Linked DNA regions of Mus musculus: regions 2 and 3 are each linked to region 1. The links are chromatin contacts, called in public Hi-C maps. All regions are on one chromosome and are shown on one strand. Each heading gives the region's core, a stretch centred on a gene start, on an enhancer-like site or on the middle of the called end of the contact. The rest is flanking DNA. Distances are from core to core; before and after follow the strand shown. Region 1 overlaps Lpp (LIM domain containing preferred translocation partner in lipoma). Region 2 overlaps Gm46545 (predicted gene, 46545). Region 3 overlaps Gm31814 (a long non-coding RNA gene).

Region 1 (5,051 bases), core at 1,794-4,293:
GGAACAACAATATGAACTAACCAGTACCCCAGAGCTCTTGTCTCTAGCTGCATATGTATCAAAAGATGGCCTAGTTGGCCATCACTGGAAAGAGAGGCTCATTGGACTTGCAAACTTTATATGCCCCAGTACAGGGGAACGCCAGGACCAAAAAGGGGAGTGGGTGGGTAGGGGAGTGGGGGTGGGTGGGTATGGGGGACTTTTGGGATAGCATTGGAAATGAAAATGAGGAAAATACCTAATAAAAAATTAAAAAAAAAAAAAAAGACCCACTTTCGAGCTGGGGAGATGGCTCAGTGGTTAAGAGCACTGACTGCTCTTCCAGAGGTACTGAGTTCAATTCCCAGCAACCACAGGGTGGCTCACAACCACCTGTAATGGGGTCTGATGCCCTTTTCTGGTGTCTGAAGAGGTTTGGTGAATACATAAAATAAATCTTAAAAAAAAAAAAATTAAAAAAAAAAAAAACAAGACCCACTTTCCTTGGAAGTACCAGTTTATCGTCAGGGCCTTAGGTCAAGTAAGAATGGTGTTTTCCACAGCTGCAGCTCCAATCAGAAGCCCTTTTATCAAATTACAAGTCAGAAATATTTTTTTCCAAGATTAGCATTTAAAGCAAGAATCCGATCCTTTAACAAACAACATGGGTATTCTTACATCTCCAAAGGCCACACCAGCTTTGCTATCTCTAGGTCACTGAGCTATTTACTGGAAGGCCACAACACAAGCCTAAATCACCTAAGGAGGACTGTCTTAACGCTGGGCACCTGGGTTATGTTCCTGGGAATTCGGCAAATGTAATCTTGAGGGGTAGAGTATCTGAAGAGATCCAAATGGACACAATCTAATGACATAGTTAGTTTCTTAAAACCTGCAGAATCTTCCCAAGGTGTGATCAATGGACATGTGACTAGTGGAAAAAATGATCAGAAATGCCATTGCTGGGGGCTATCCGAAGCCTCGAGAGAGGTCTAAGGCAAAACAGGACTGCTTCCGAGGGCTGAAGAAAGTAATGGAGCCTTGCTAATACCTTGAATTCTGATACATTCAGTGAGATAACAAATATGTGTTGCTGTAGGCCCCACATTTGTAGTAATTTACTGTATCAATAGGAAAATAAAACAATAAAACAATGCTGATTGTTTTGGGCACCATAAAAAAAATACTGATACAATTTTCATCATCAATAAAATTCTTTCTCCACTTTATTGAGCCAGTGTGAGAAGAAGTGAGAAAGGCTAAGGGTCTCAACTGGGCCAAGCTCCCTTTCTAACCTAAGGCCCCTTTGAAAGGGCAGTGGAGATCATCAGCTCATCTTTCCCAGGGCCTCATGATATGCTGAGGAACTACAGACAGCTTGCAAGATAGTCGCTGGGCCGTGTGTGTGTGTGTGTGTGTGTGTGTGTGTGTGTGTGTGTGTGTGTCTTTATGGAGGGTATGGATGCTGGTAGTTTTCTCATATACCAGTGGATGGTCTCCCCACATCTGGGAACATATCACAGCACTAACTGGAATGAATTTAAAAAAAAAAAAAGACATGAAGTTGGAAGGCATCTTGTGTGTGGGGGGGGTGTATACAAGGGTTTTAAGGAGAAAAATGGGGTGCAGAAATGATAATGTTGCATACACACACACACACACATATATGTACATACATATGAAATTCAGAAAAATAAAGAACAAAGATCTTTTTTAGTATAAAAAGTGGAGGGAACCAAGCATATAGATGATAAATTCAATCACACATCCTTACCAAACATTTAGCTATTTTGTCTTTCTTATTTCTCTAGTACGTGCCCATTTTCATCCTGAGACTGTCCCCTTTGATGCCCCTAATCATTGATAGTACAGAACTATATCATTTATTACTCACTGCGATCATAATTTTTGCAGTTTAAGGCAAGATAGAAACATCGTCATGAATTACTTTCTCCCTGGATACTAAGATTCGGTTTTCTGCAGAGTTTAGCAGTCTCAGCATTCGGGTTTTCCCCCTTCTCCTATTAGCATGAGTAGTTTCACCTTGCACTTATTGGAAGCAGCTGTCAGCCTCTGGCATGTCTGAATCAGCAGCACCTTTGGTTTTATTCAGAGGCCACATCTACATGGAATAAAGTTACTGGCCATACCCTTTCTGACAGTACGACTGCCTTCCTGGTATCAGCAGTGGTAGAGTGGGCTACTACAGGTGTCATGTGAGGCAAAGGCCCCAGGGAATGCTCATGTCCTGACTGGATGAAGAAGGACGGTGTGAGGTTTCAGCATGTTCCCCACAATGACATGCCATTCAAACCTTACAATCTGTTTCTTTCTAGAATTTTTCACTTAATATATGTAAGCCACAGTATATTCTAGGTAATGGAAACTGTACTAAATAAGCGCGAGTGAACAGGGACTGTGATATCAAGGCATGCCTTGGGATAACTCACTAATTCATGACTAATGAACACTTGATTAGTAACAGCATGAAAAGGAAGCCAGGCTTCCACATGAATGGAAGGATCACATGCGTGCTCCCAATGATGGCTGGAGCCATTCTCTCTAGTTTTATTAAAACAAACAAACAAACAAACAAACAAGATTTGGAGATGGCTCCCAAGGTCTTTTCCATTGTAAACATAGACAAACTCTTCAGTAGGCACCAGGACCAAAAAACCACAAGAACTCAGTTGAGAATACACATGTGAGGGGTTTTCTGACAGCTTGCCTTTTTGTTGAAACTTGGAAGCAACATTCAAATCTAGATGTATATACATTTCCACTTCTAAAGATTGGGTGATCTGCCTTCTGTTGCATTTGGTGGCATCTTTGCACAGCAGCAGTATGCCCCTAGTCCTGCTGATGCGGAAGAACCCAAGGGCAGGTAAAGCATGGCTGCATTGATCCGAAAAGCTGCTTACTTAGGCACTTCCTGTTTTGAAGCGTGAGTAAAAGACAGCAATGCCATCTTTCTGTTCCACCTGGCAAGTCTGTACTCTGCCCCACGAGGTGCCTCTGTGAGATCATCTCAGTCACTAGCAGTGCTACTTGGCAACAGGAACAGTTGTTCTCTCCTGGATCAAGCACAGATCTAGTGGCATGGACCAGCTCCTCGCTGAACACTGACTGTCTCGCCTTCCACGTCCCTACTGCTGGCTCATCACCCTGTTAGTGCTGAAGACATTCTGCTATCTCAAGAGGGAACACTTTCCCTGCCTTCCTTTCTACCAAGTTCTTCATTTTATCATGCCTTTCTTCTCCTTTCTACAGGGGCCGGGGGAGTCTTTCCTTACAGATGCAGCTCAGGTATCAGCCCTTAAGCTACCACTGCTTTCCATGTCCCAAGGCATCCTTTGGTCATATGCACAGATACCTCACAGGGAAAGGGTTATTATACATTTTTGGTTGTCTAACCTGTGACAGTCTATGAGTTTCTTGAGGGCAAAGACTTCCAAATTTATTTATCTTTTCTCCATCCTGGATATTCTGTGCAGTAAAACTCTCATTCACTCCACATAAATCTGTGATGGGCAAATAGTGAGTTTCCCACAAGCATTCACTGAGGCACACGTTGCAACCTTCTAATCTCCCGTGTCATTACCAAACGTACTGACTCACTGAAAAGGAGAAGTGACACACAATCTAGGAGATTAATTCTGTTCGGTTTCATCATCTCTGTTATTTGCTCAGTTATCAAAGGAACTGAAATTGAAAACACACACACAAAACTATGCAGCCCACGGACCTACCACTATGAAAATGTGCTGAGGAGCTGTCATTAGTGAACAGGTGAATCTCAGCAGAAACCAGTGAACACATCCTCCCTTACCAACACATCTATCATGGGACCCCAGACACAGTAAAAACCCCTGCCTGCTCGCTTATGTTCCACCGCAACCATGAAGCAAGACATGATGCAATCCAGAAATATCGTTTTGTGAAATAAAAATGAAAATCACTATTAGTGAAAGTCATAGAACCAGGGTTCCTTACACAGATGTGTCACAGAGGACCTTCTGAAAGTAGTTGCCAGTGTGTTTCTGTCTTCGGGTCTATGATGTGACAAGATGAAACTTGATCAGTAATTCTCAACTTAGATTTTAATTCTATTATAACTAAGAATATGCCATAGTCAGTTAAAATTTGTCAGTGGGTATGGGCTTAAGGATATCTGTGTCTGTTTAATTTTCTATCTATCATCTCTCTACCTATCTACCTATCATCTATCTACCTATCATCTATCTATCATCTATCTATCTTCTATCTATCTATCTATCTATCTATCTATCTATCTATCTATCTGCCATCTGTCTATCTATCATCTCTCTATATACAGACTTATACATGTACAGCGCATATGGGCACATAGCTTTGTCTCATGAAAATGTTGCTCCCTTGGATGATTCTTACTCTTCATGCTTAGAACCCAAAAAGTCTGGACCCTTTCCATTCCAACAATCTTGGTTTGATATTCCTTGGATAACCATGTGACTGACAGAAAGTACAGTAGTATATGGTACTGATGGCAGAATCCTGTAGAACATTATAGCTATGAGGACAAGTGGCTCCATTAGAAACACTTACTTGTTAAGCAAGTCAGAACAGAGACTTCCCTTAGAAAGCCTCCTAACAATCTGTGTGACCTTGGTCCAGGTTTAGAACTGTCTTAGCACTGGCTTTTTCACCCATATACTAGATCTGAGTGACTACCTACTATGCCGGCATGATGAAGCATGATCTATTACTAAAGTATTTAATAAAGTGCTTAGTCCATAATCAGTGTTCCATAAATGGTCATCAGTTATTAAGGGCTGATTTTGTGCTAAATGGAGAAAAATGGACAAGAAATGTCTCCATCTTTAAAGGCTAGGATTCCATTTATGCTAAAGAACTTCAGATTACTCTATCTTGACTTATTTTTCTAGAGCGTCCTATCAGTTAAATGAATATAACACTATACCAATGTCTTGTCTTATACTTTGCTTCAGTATTTACAGTGATCCAACAAATATGAAATATCTTAACATCTGAGCTGGCAATTGCCAATTTTACCTTTGGTTATCATTTGAGAT
Region 2 (5,051 bases), core at 1,668-4,167, 780 kb after region 1:
GAAAGTAAAAGGCTGTCTGTCACTCTGTTTTATTACACATTAGTATTTGATATCTTGGGTGGTTAGATGATCTGGGGGCAGGCCATTCTAATAATAATTATTAATTAACAATAATTGAAGTAGTTCATAAGAGAAATTGGGGCACATTTGATATGGAAAGCAGTAGCAGCTGCAGCAGCAACAACAACAACAGCAACAACACACACACATACACACACACACACACACACACACACACCCCTTCACAGTGCAAGAATGCTCTTCCTCTATTTTATTTACTGAGAATCTGAGACTCACAAAACTGACCTGAATTGGCCAATAACACACAGACAAAAACAATCTGTACTCTAACATAGGTCTTTGGACTCAAATCCTTTGACCTCTAGCCCTATCTCTGCTCCTCAAATACAACATGAATCCCAGAAAGTCAGACCGTTGAGGTCAGAAACTCTTTACTGAACACATAGAGCAGGCAGCTCCCTTTTAGTGGCTCTGAAGTGCTGTTCTATATAACTCTACAGCCTTGAGCATTCTTCATGACAGAGGAGAGAGACATGCAGGGATGCAGTCCCTAGAGGACCACACAGACACCTGGTCTGTCTGTGATGGATACCCTTTCTAGGGGCCACAGGAGTGCAGTAGAGAGGGATCGTCTTTCTTCTCCACCTCCTCACAGGAGCTCTCACCCTCTAATCAGCTCATCCTTCCTTCCTTCCTTCCTTCCTTCCTTCCTTCCTTCCTTCCTCCCTTCCTTCTTTCCTTCCTCCCTCTCTCCCTCCCTCCCTCCCTCCCTCCCTCCCTCCCTTCTTCCCTTTCCATTTGTTATTGACTTTGTGATTTTTCCATGGAGCCCAGAACACAGTATTCCAGCAGTAAGCTGGCAGGCACCTCCAGGACACACATATGTGAGGACATGGAGAAAGCTCATTATCAAATCAATAAAATCAATAGAGATGGATGAGATGAAGGTGAAACTCAGTGTCTTGTGCCTCTTTTTTATGCTCACTGCAGAGGGCAACCTCAGTCTCCCTAGAAAGAGAGGACATGAAGGCTCTGCCTTCTGTCTACTGCCAGAAATGGAGAGGAAAGGCAGACTACCTTGGGGATTCTTTCAGAGGACAAAGTAGTGAAGGGTGGAGAAGATGGAAAATGGACAATTCCCCAGTTGTTGCAGGACAGAACTTCCTGACAGTGGTGTACTGGGAAGAACTGGGTTGCCTTCTGGAAGAGGAGTCAGATGCTATTAGGAGATGTCATTAGATGTAGAGTCATATAGGCCATCCCAACTTGAGAAGACATCCTATGTTAGCATCCTGGTCCAGTGGCCCAGCAGGCCTGAGGCGGGGCTTGTGTCCGAGGCCTCAGGGTGAATGAGGCTGAGTAGATTGTTTGGTGTGTCAACTGCTAAAATACCCTCTCCAGCCACGGCATTTTGGGTTTCTCCCACACTTGAATGCCTTGGGAGGTGAGTCTGGGCAGAGCTCATTTGTTCCACAGTACTTGGCTCTGGTACAATGCCTGATGCCTGGTCAGAAAGCATTTTATAGACAGCTGTTAACCATCTTTATTTCAGAAGTGTGGTGAGAAGAGAATTAAGAAACAGGTGTGGGACTGGCCACCAAGAGAGCAAGTGGGGAAGGTGCCCAGCTCCAGAGCAGAGGGGGCCTGAGCCCACACTGTGATTCCCAACCATGGGGAACAATGGCACCCACTGGGAAGAGCCCCCAACCCGGAATGTCTTAGGAGTCTGCCTTCTCTTATGAAGTCTCACCATCTCAAGGCCCAAGCTGCTATAGAGGTCAGAGTCATGCTCCGGAGAACCCACAGGACCAATGTTTCCCTTTGACCTCATTGAGAACTAGTAAATGCAATAAGTCCTTGTGGACTCTTAAGGAATTCTGTCTGGACTCTGAAGAAAATAGAGTAGAGGTCACAGCCAAATCTGCCCGCGTGTCGAGAGGCTGGATTCCAGAAACGAGGGAAACAGAATATTGTTTGTGAGAATTGCAAGCATCTGGAGAGTCAGAGGCATGAGGCAATGATGGCACAACCAGGGGATAGCATTTTCTTGAAAAGGCCTTGAATTTTCATGGGTGAGAGAGCAGAATGTTGTGCTGAAATGACAAGTCTCTACTCAAAACCCCTAAGCCACTCTAGACTTGCTGTGTGACACTGGAAACCAACCTCTCTCCATCTTGTTTTCCTTACAAGGCTAAGAATGTATGGCCAGGCTTGACAGAGGGCACCGATGAGATACTGCACGTGAAACTCCTATAGCTGGCAACGTTAGATAAAGGAGAAGTGCCAATATAAACAGCCCTATCCACTGTGCTTTCTCACGTGCCTAGGCAAGGGGCTTGTGCTGGCATGGCTAACATTCTCTACTTTCAGAGAGCAAGACACAAAGAGATGGAATAGCCACGGATATCATTCAATATCACCTGGACCAAGAAGTAGAGTGTCCCTTGGGAGAAAGACCTCGGTGCCTACCCATGGCATTGCACTTCCTCTTCTGAGAATGGCACCATTACAGAACTATCCAGGGTGGGGCCCCAGACCACAGAGACTTCCTTCTGCCTGTCTGCTAGAGGGACATCTGCTGGGATGGTTAGGAAGGTAGCCACTGTCACAAGCTCCAGGGCCCAGAACTGCCCTTCTGCTTCTCCACCCTGCCTCTTTCTGCTCTTGGTATGATCTCTGCTTTGGGGTAAAAGAGTGGGTGCCTGGCTGCTGGGGGTGGGGTGGGGTGGGCATCAGGGAATGGGTGTTTGTCTTTCTTTGGTTCTGTGCTCTTTGGATTTCATCTATCATACAGATAATTACCCAAACCATTTGAGTTCTGCTTCTGCAACAGGGTGTCCCCACTGCGAGGTCCTCTAACCACGGAGTTCCCCACACCCACTCTATCCCCTAAAGCTCATCCTCACCATCATCATGACTCCATAAAATGACAGGAGAAGAGATGTGAAGTGAATCATCATGGCATTGGAGGAGGGGCAGAGAGAGAGAGAGAGAGAGAGAGAGAGAGAGTGTGTGTGTGTGTGTGTGTCTGTGGGTCCAGATGAGTGCTTCTTAAACAGCCTCTTGACTTTTTCATATGATTTGCTGAGCCCCATTGAAAGGGATAGAAAATTCAGGGTGGAGGCATATTGGCCCCAAAGGCAGCCAATGTGAAAATGAATTGAGGCTGCAACCAGCCTCTTAGAACACAGGACAGCTTTTCTTCACATCCCCAGGATGGGACACTGGGTAAGGGGATTACACTGTCACACCCCTGAACCTCAGCCTCCCTCCTCACCAGGCCTCTTTGGACCTCAGCCTCACCCTCCCTGAGGCCTCTGACATAAACCCTGCCTTGGGCCTGCTAGGCCCTGGATCAGAATGCCAACATAGGATGTCTTCTCAAAGGATCCACCACTAGAGCACATGTCCAGGGACACCCCAGGGTCCTAAACTGTGGATGTTCTTGAGGTCTTAGAGGACAAGGACTTTGCTGGGTAGAACATATAAATGGAATGAGTGAGGGTGAGTATCTGCTCCTTCATCAGCAAAAGGACTAAGACATCAATAGAAGAAATATAGACCATTGCAACTACAAACAAAAGGAAAGGACTTTAAAAGTCCCTGTGTATAGATAGCCCTGTGGTTCTCAAACTTGACCGTGCCTCAGAACATGAGGACCAGATAGAATAGGTGATTGCTTGGGCCCCCTCTGAAGTTGCTGATTCCGACTGTCAATCCACTTCTATATTTCTGTTGCTCTGGTATGGAATTCCATTGCTGCTGCTCTGCGGACCATGTTGAAGAGTGACTGGTTCATTTTTTTGGTTTGGTTTGGTTTTTTTAAAGCCTAATTCATTTCATCCATGGCCCAAGGTGCCCCGACAGGTGAGAGGTAAACAAATAAAAATCACACTTTCTCATTGCCTCTCCTCCCTCACCCCTACTTGCTCATTGGGTTCAACCCTCCTGTACTGCAACACAACCCGAGCAAAGAAAGCTATCCCCACCCAGGCTCGCTAATGGCTTTATCCACTCCTACAGGGTGACATGCATGACTTAGAGCTGGCACTCAGCCATCCTGTACTGACCATGGAAGAGGTAGCCTACCCTTAGGATTTCAGTGTGCGTCTATAGATCTCCCTGATCCATACTTTCACTCTAATTTCATTGTTTTAGCTCATTGTCCAACGTACTCTGGTTGACACCTTTGAAGTGCTGGCTGGTTGGTGAAAGATTTCTTCTTACATTCAGGGGCTTCACTCTGACAGAAAAGGGAAAGAAAAGAAAAGGGAAGGGATGGAAAGAAAAGGGAAGGAAAGGGAAGGAAAAGAAAGGAAAGAAAAGAAAAAAGAAAAAAGAGGAAAAAGAAAAAGAAAAAGGAAAAAGAAAAGAAGAATCAAGTCACTAGACTATGAGGGGTGTAGAGAAAATATCTTGTGTCTGTATGGATGTGACACCTGTCAATAGTATAACTGATGCCCTATAGCGGAGTCAGAAAGTTGGAGGTGGGACATCCAAAAAGCAGAAAGGATTTTGGGATAGTGCCAGGCACAGGAAATTCACCAGGGAAAATGTGAGGAGATCGATGTGTGGTACCTGAGCACAGGTAACCAGTCACATGGCAGAATGTAGATTAGGATAAATGGGTTTAATCTAAGTTATGATCGAGTCAGAGAAGAGCCTAGCTGTATGGCCAAGGCATTTGTAAATATATGTTGAGCCTGAGTCTTCTTTCTGACAGCACGAGACTGAGAAGAAGAACCAGACCTGACTTCTACAAAGGGAAAAGCAGGGTGTGTGCAGAAGGCGTACTAGGGAAGCATATCTCAGTCCGTCAGGAAGGGGTCAGTATTAGGCAGGACCCAGCCAGAGTATGGGAGCACCGAGTAACAAGGGGTACTGAGTAGTGGTACTCACTGGAGATCAGACGCTCTCCATCTGGCTTCTGTCCTCACAGTCCTGAGGTACCATTTACAAATCCTTCTTTAGAAGTGGGGACACCAAGGCTCAGAGATTGCTGAGGGCCACACAGCCATCCAACATTAATT
Region 3 (5,051 bases), core at 1,615-4,114, 620 kb after region 1:
ACCTGAGGACCCACTAATACCCCTCCTGGGCATATACCCAGAAGATACTCCAACATGTAATAAGGACACATGTTCCACTATGTTCATTGAAGCCTTATTTATAATAGCTAGGAGCTGGAAATAATCTCTAGTTCTTTGATGGATCTCTTGTTAGAATTTACCCTATTAGGAAAGGGGCTGATTCTAAAATGTTACACTCAGTATAATTCCATACACATTACATTTTTAGTTTGAGAAAAATGTCCTGAGAAGAGAATAACAGTTGCCAGGGTAATGAAGAGGTGGGAGAAAATCGAAGTAGCCCTAATAAAGCAGTCATGAAGGAACCCTCAGCAAAGGCTGTTCACTTGTCAGGACTATTCGAACATCGATAATTGATTGTGATTGTGTAATTTAGTTTTGCAAAATGTTTACATTTAAGGAAAGTAGGTGCAAGGTACACGGAACCCCCATGTACTATTTGTTCAACTTCAATTACCTTGAATTAAAAAAAAATTTTTTTTTTTAAGTTCAAAGTTTTTACTTTCTGATGGCGGCAGAGTGGCCAAGCATCTGGGGAGGCAGCGGTGGGGAAGGCGTGGACAAGAAAGAAAAACTGAAGAGCTGGTTCTCTCTTCCTTATTCTCTACCCTGGTCATATCTTCTGGCTGACTGGATGCTCTCAGGCCATCTGGAGGGCAGCGGCTCCCTCCCTTACTCCTTGCACGATGAGAAGAAGCATGAGGGAGGGACTTCTTCACCTAGCATCCATTGCTGATGTCGAGGGAGGGACTTCACCTAGCATCCATTGCTGATGTGGACTTTGCCTGCTCTGATCTGCAGACATCAGGAGGCAAAGCAAATGCACCCCTGAGTAGGTCAAAGTTTGGAGAAACCACACAAAGATTTCTTTCTAAAATTCTTCAAGGTGGGAGGGAGTTGGGATGGGTAGTATGAGGTTGAAAGGAATATGAGCTTGCCTGTGAGGCCCAAGGGTTTAATAACTAGAAGGAACAAAGAGTGAGGGAACATTGGCTTCTAGCAAGAAGACAACATTGTTCCTCTCATGTTGTTCACACACTGTATCCTCACCACCCCTACACATGCATTGCTCACCCTCGAAGGTGAATCAGGCTCAAAGCAAGGCGCGCTATGGAGTGAGCCTTTGTAAGATGGAGCTGACATAGTTAGTCCCTGCTCCTCTTAGGGTCTCTTGCCTGCTGCTTGCAATGGGTTGTCCTCCGAAGATAAAGATGTTCCTGGAAAATCTGGGATGGGGGTCAGGTGAGTTGGTTTTACTTTTGGCCTGAAGCCCCTGCAAGGATGTTTGCAGAGTCCTGGGGCCTACATGGGCAATGAACCTGCATGGGCAATGACCTCAGTCAAGAGGAAGCCCTCTGCAGGCCTTATCCTATACCGTTCCTGCAAGAAGGGGCTGGGGCAATGGGTTCCAGGGTTTGCAGCCCGCAACAGAGTTGCAAATCTGGACTAGGGGGTCAGAGAGTGGAAGGCAGCTACTGCATTTCTTCTTTCTTTCCATACCACCCTTGCCTTTCCTTTTCCTGTCTTCTTTGCCAATTCTAAGTGTCCTTCCTATATTTTTGTGGTGGTTGTTTTCCATCTGCTGTTCTTGACTTATTTCATCTTTCATTATTTAAATTTAAGTAGGTGATAGCACTTCTCTAAGTTGACTCACGACTCCCACTCTGCTCTGCCTCCTTAACCTTCCCCCGTTCTCTCTCCATGCTGGTCATTCTTGATTTCTTGACATTTTTTTCTTTTTTTGGACATTCCAATGGGTACTGTCTCAGGCCACCTGCATAGTGTTTCTGGTGCTGACTCCCATTGCCCCACATGGCCACACGTCTTCTTTGACTTTCGGGAGCTTGCTTTAACAAACACGTTTTCAAAGGCACCGTCCCTCTACAGGCCGTGTAAAGATGCTGCACACTCCTCTTCTTCTCTCTGCTCTCTGCTGATCTACACACGTGTAACCCTGCAGCTTACTCTCCTCTTGTTCATTGTCTGCACGGTAGGAAACCAGAACATAAGCTTTATGGAGGGCAGGGCTATTTGTCTATTTAGGACAGAGTCTGGCATGATAAATGGAGTAAGAGAGCAGATATGATTCTTTCTAGTGATCGACAAAATATGTACGCGTACTATTTTACTACTAGAAATTAAGTTCATTAAATATTTTATCAGTTCAATCGCCATCACTAACTATACTTGCGATAAAGGTATTAAGTGTTTTATAGATAGCCTCACTGCTCTAGATTCTGTGTCCCCTGTACTGTGTTTGAGGCACCAGATCAGGTCTGGCTTCTTGTAAACAGCTGACAGGCCAGCATTTCTCCTCCGTGTCTCTACTAGTGAAGTAGCTTGCACGCTCCCTGTGGACCTTGTGGAATTATTGGGTTAATTCGATAGCACTTCAACATGGAGTCGACTCCAAGGCAAGTCACCCATGCGTGGTTCACTGTTGCACACCAGTAAAGGACTGGACGAGTGGCTTCCAATGATGATGGAAACATCTAATGGGATAAGAGAGGCAGGTGTTGTGTGCAACTTAGTCTTCACGGGGGGACTGAGCTAAGAAAAGGATCTTAGGCAATGTGAGTGCTATTTGCGAGCGTATCAGGAGGGAACGGGAGCAGAGGCCAGCTATGTCATGGAATATTCCTTGCTTTCTTCCATTCCCCTCAAGCTCCGTGCTGGTGCGTCTCTTGCTGTGTATTATTGACAGAGGAAATGCTGATTCATGGGTCTAAGTTACAGGAAACCTTGTTTCCTGGTGAAGAAACAAGCTTGGTGGAGCTGCCAGCACCCTCCCTGCCAGTTGCTGCCACATGTCCTGCTCTGGGCCTGCACCCAGGCCGTCTGAGGAGGGGCAGGCCCCCTCAAGCTTAGCCAGTGAGATCACTTTCCCTGGCCCAGCTCCTCACCATGCCTCTCTGGGCCTTTCTGCTCTGACCTTACAATACCTTTCCAGCCCATCTCCCTTGCTTCCTGCTTGCTCCACCAGCTGAAGCCACCAATGAGCATGCCCAGCTCTCCCTGGGCACCTTGTATTTCCCACTCTGTGCCATGGCTCCTCATGTTCCCTGCCTGAACTGGCCCCTGAGCCCGTGTTGGCCCACTGAAATCCTACCTCCCCTTGAGCTCTGCACAGCTGTTCTGCTATATGAGGCCCGCTCTGCTTCCTTCTATTTATTACTATTCCTTTTAGTAGGGGTGTTTCCAAATATGTGAGCATTTGCGTACACTTACCAGCTCCAGCAGCTACCTGATTCCTCCTAAGTAGCCCCAGTTACTTTGACGGAGATTTTTGAGCTCCCTTAGCCAACTCTTGTAGTCCTACTTAACTTATGTTTCTTGAGTTGCACACAGAAGAAGGTCAGTCAGTGGCTTTACTCACCATGAAGCCAAACAGACATGGATTGAGCCAGCCAGTATTACAAGACAGTCAGTGGCAAGCTAAGATCTTTTCTTTTTTTCCTGAGAGGCCTCATTGAAAATGGTCATGTAGTTACTGTATCTAAACACAACAGATGTTCAAGTTACATTATTATCACATGTGTATAAAATAAAAAAAATTAATCTGCTAGCCAGCTGATGAATACAGGGACTTCTTAAGCTCGGCACCGAGCAATCAGCACTGGGCAGCCCTTTCTGAGGTCTGCTGTGTTCTGTTATCTGATCTCCTCCTGCTGCAGGAGATGGCTGATTTAGATGAAGAGAAAGCCATCTGATAATAAAGGCCTGTGTGAGTTAACCAAAGTTTAAAACGGTAAGTGTTATAAAATCATGTCTCTTTGGCTGTTACATGGATTAGAAAGCAGACATTCAGTAATGGAGGAATTTAACTACTCTGAAGTTACCTCTAGTTAGACAGATAGGAAGAGAAATGAAGGAAGTTTAATATGTGCACTTGGACTTTGGAAGGCTGGGAGCAAAGGCATGAAGAGACCATTGGGAAGGTAAAGCAAGAAATAGAAAGCCAGTCCTGGAAGAATGGCACACTTTCATCTGGACCGGACACAGCTCACGCCTGGACTTTGGCCTATAGTAAGGAGTCACCTGAAAGTCCAGTCTAAGGTGCTTGGACATTCCTGTGTCACAGTAGGAGGAAGAGTCTGGTCATGAGCCAAGAGCTGAAGAGTGGAGAGGGGATAGGAAGGTAGTCACCTCAGTTCCTAGATCACACAGAGGGTCTGCCACCAGTAAAGCAAGAGACCAACATGGCAGGCGGCTTGCAAGCTATGGAGGGTCTCTGGGAGTGTGACTCTCCATATCTAGCATTGTTTCAGCACAATAGGGTACCTGATGGCAGGAGTCATTGCCCCGAAAGAAGGGGAAGAGAATGGGGAGGAAGGTTAGGGAGACTGCATACGACAGTGCAGTGTGAGTCAGAGATGTGAGCAAGGATACAGCTGGAGAGACTCCTGAAACCTTTCTCCCTTCCTATGTCTTGGTTTTCTGTTATTATTCCTGTGGAGATGCTCATAAAACCTTCCCCATGAGAAAGCTGCTCATGTGCCAGGTTTGGGGATAACATGTCCAGGCAGGGTTTGTGGGAGGAGCTGGGTGGGGAGAAACGTTTAGCATTCCACAGCAGTTACAGTTGTAAAGAGATGGGAATTGGTGGGATTTGTGGAACCAGTGGGAGGTGGGGGTGGGGGTGCGGGATGGACACAGGTTTAAGGTTTAATTGGCAGGTATTTCCCTGGATATTACAAGTACAGACAGGAACAAAGGCTTCTCAGAGGAGACTCATGAACTCTATGACAAGCAGGGTTCCACGACAGCAGAGAACATCAGACCTCAAGACCCACGAGAAAGTGTCCTCATAAGAAGACCCATCCCTCTTCCCACTGTTCACATGAAAACTATAGCTCTCATCTTAAAGAAATACGAGATAGTTTATTTCATATCCATTTTGAATGACCATAGGCCAGGAACACAGATTTCAGTTGCCCGAATTTCATGTTCCAATGTAAAAGTAATTTCACAGGGTTTGTTTTATTGTTTTTGTTTTTTGTTTTGTTGTTGTTAAGCACAAATAAAGTCAT

The links. A called contact is a pair of places that touch in the nucleus more often than the background predicts.
Region 2: a contact with region 1 is called in a Hi-C map of bone marrow-derived macrophages, with 11 read pairs. The contact joins two enhancer-like sites. A contact is called at or near these places in 1 of 15 datasets of contacts at CTCF or cohesin (the NIH/3T3 cell line), 3 of 484 Hi-C or Micro-C datasets (bone marrow-derived macrophages and liver), 1 of 115 datasets of contacts at active chromatin or transcription factors (embryonic stem cells) and 1 of 9 other capture datasets (embryonic stem cells).
Region 3: a contact with region 1 is called in a Hi-C map of bone marrow-derived macrophages, with 12 read pairs. The contact joins two enhancer-like sites. A contact is called at or near these places in 1 of 484 Hi-C or Micro-C datasets (bone marrow-derived macrophages), 4 of 115 datasets of contacts at active chromatin or transcription factors (CD8 T cells, T-cell acute lymphoblastic leukemia, double positive thymocytes and 1 more) and 1 of 9 other capture datasets (liver).

The regions. Positions count from the first base shown.
Region 1 is chr16:24,858,548-24,863,598 of GRCm38.p6, reverse strand. All of the region lies in intron 9 of Lpp (LIM domain containing preferred translocation partner in lipoma), which reads right to left. Among named protein-coding and RNA genes, the nearest start is that of Gm22672, 23 kb to the left of the region's middle. Within about 2 kb of position 3,043, at least 47 of the 459 cell types and tissues checked have an H3K27ac peak or open chromatin away from gene starts, as enhancers often do. A contact at or near this core is called in bone marrow-derived macrophages and double positive thymocytes, where this site is marked.
Region 2 is chr16:24,074,162-24,079,212 of GRCm38.p6, reverse strand. Gm46545 (predicted gene, 46545) reads left to right here. Exons shown (of 2, transcript NR_155457.1): 2 at 1,574-2,738. Among named protein-coding and RNA genes, the nearest start is that of Gm46545, 6.0 kb to the left of the region's middle. Within about 2 kb of position 2,917, at least 31 of the 459 cell types and tissues checked have an H3K27ac peak or open chromatin away from gene starts, as enhancers often do. A contact at or near this core is called in bone marrow-derived macrophages, where this site is marked.
Region 3 is chr16:24,236,209-24,241,259 of GRCm38.p6, reverse strand. The region is part of intron 1 of Gm31814 (a long non-coding RNA gene); the gene reads left to right. Among named protein-coding and RNA genes, the nearest start is that of Gm31814, 24 kb to the left of the region's middle. Within about 2 kb of position 2,864, at least 143 of the 459 cell types and tissues checked have an H3K27ac peak or open chromatin away from gene starts, as enhancers often do. A contact at or near this core is called in bone marrow-derived macrophages and double positive thymocytes, where this site is marked.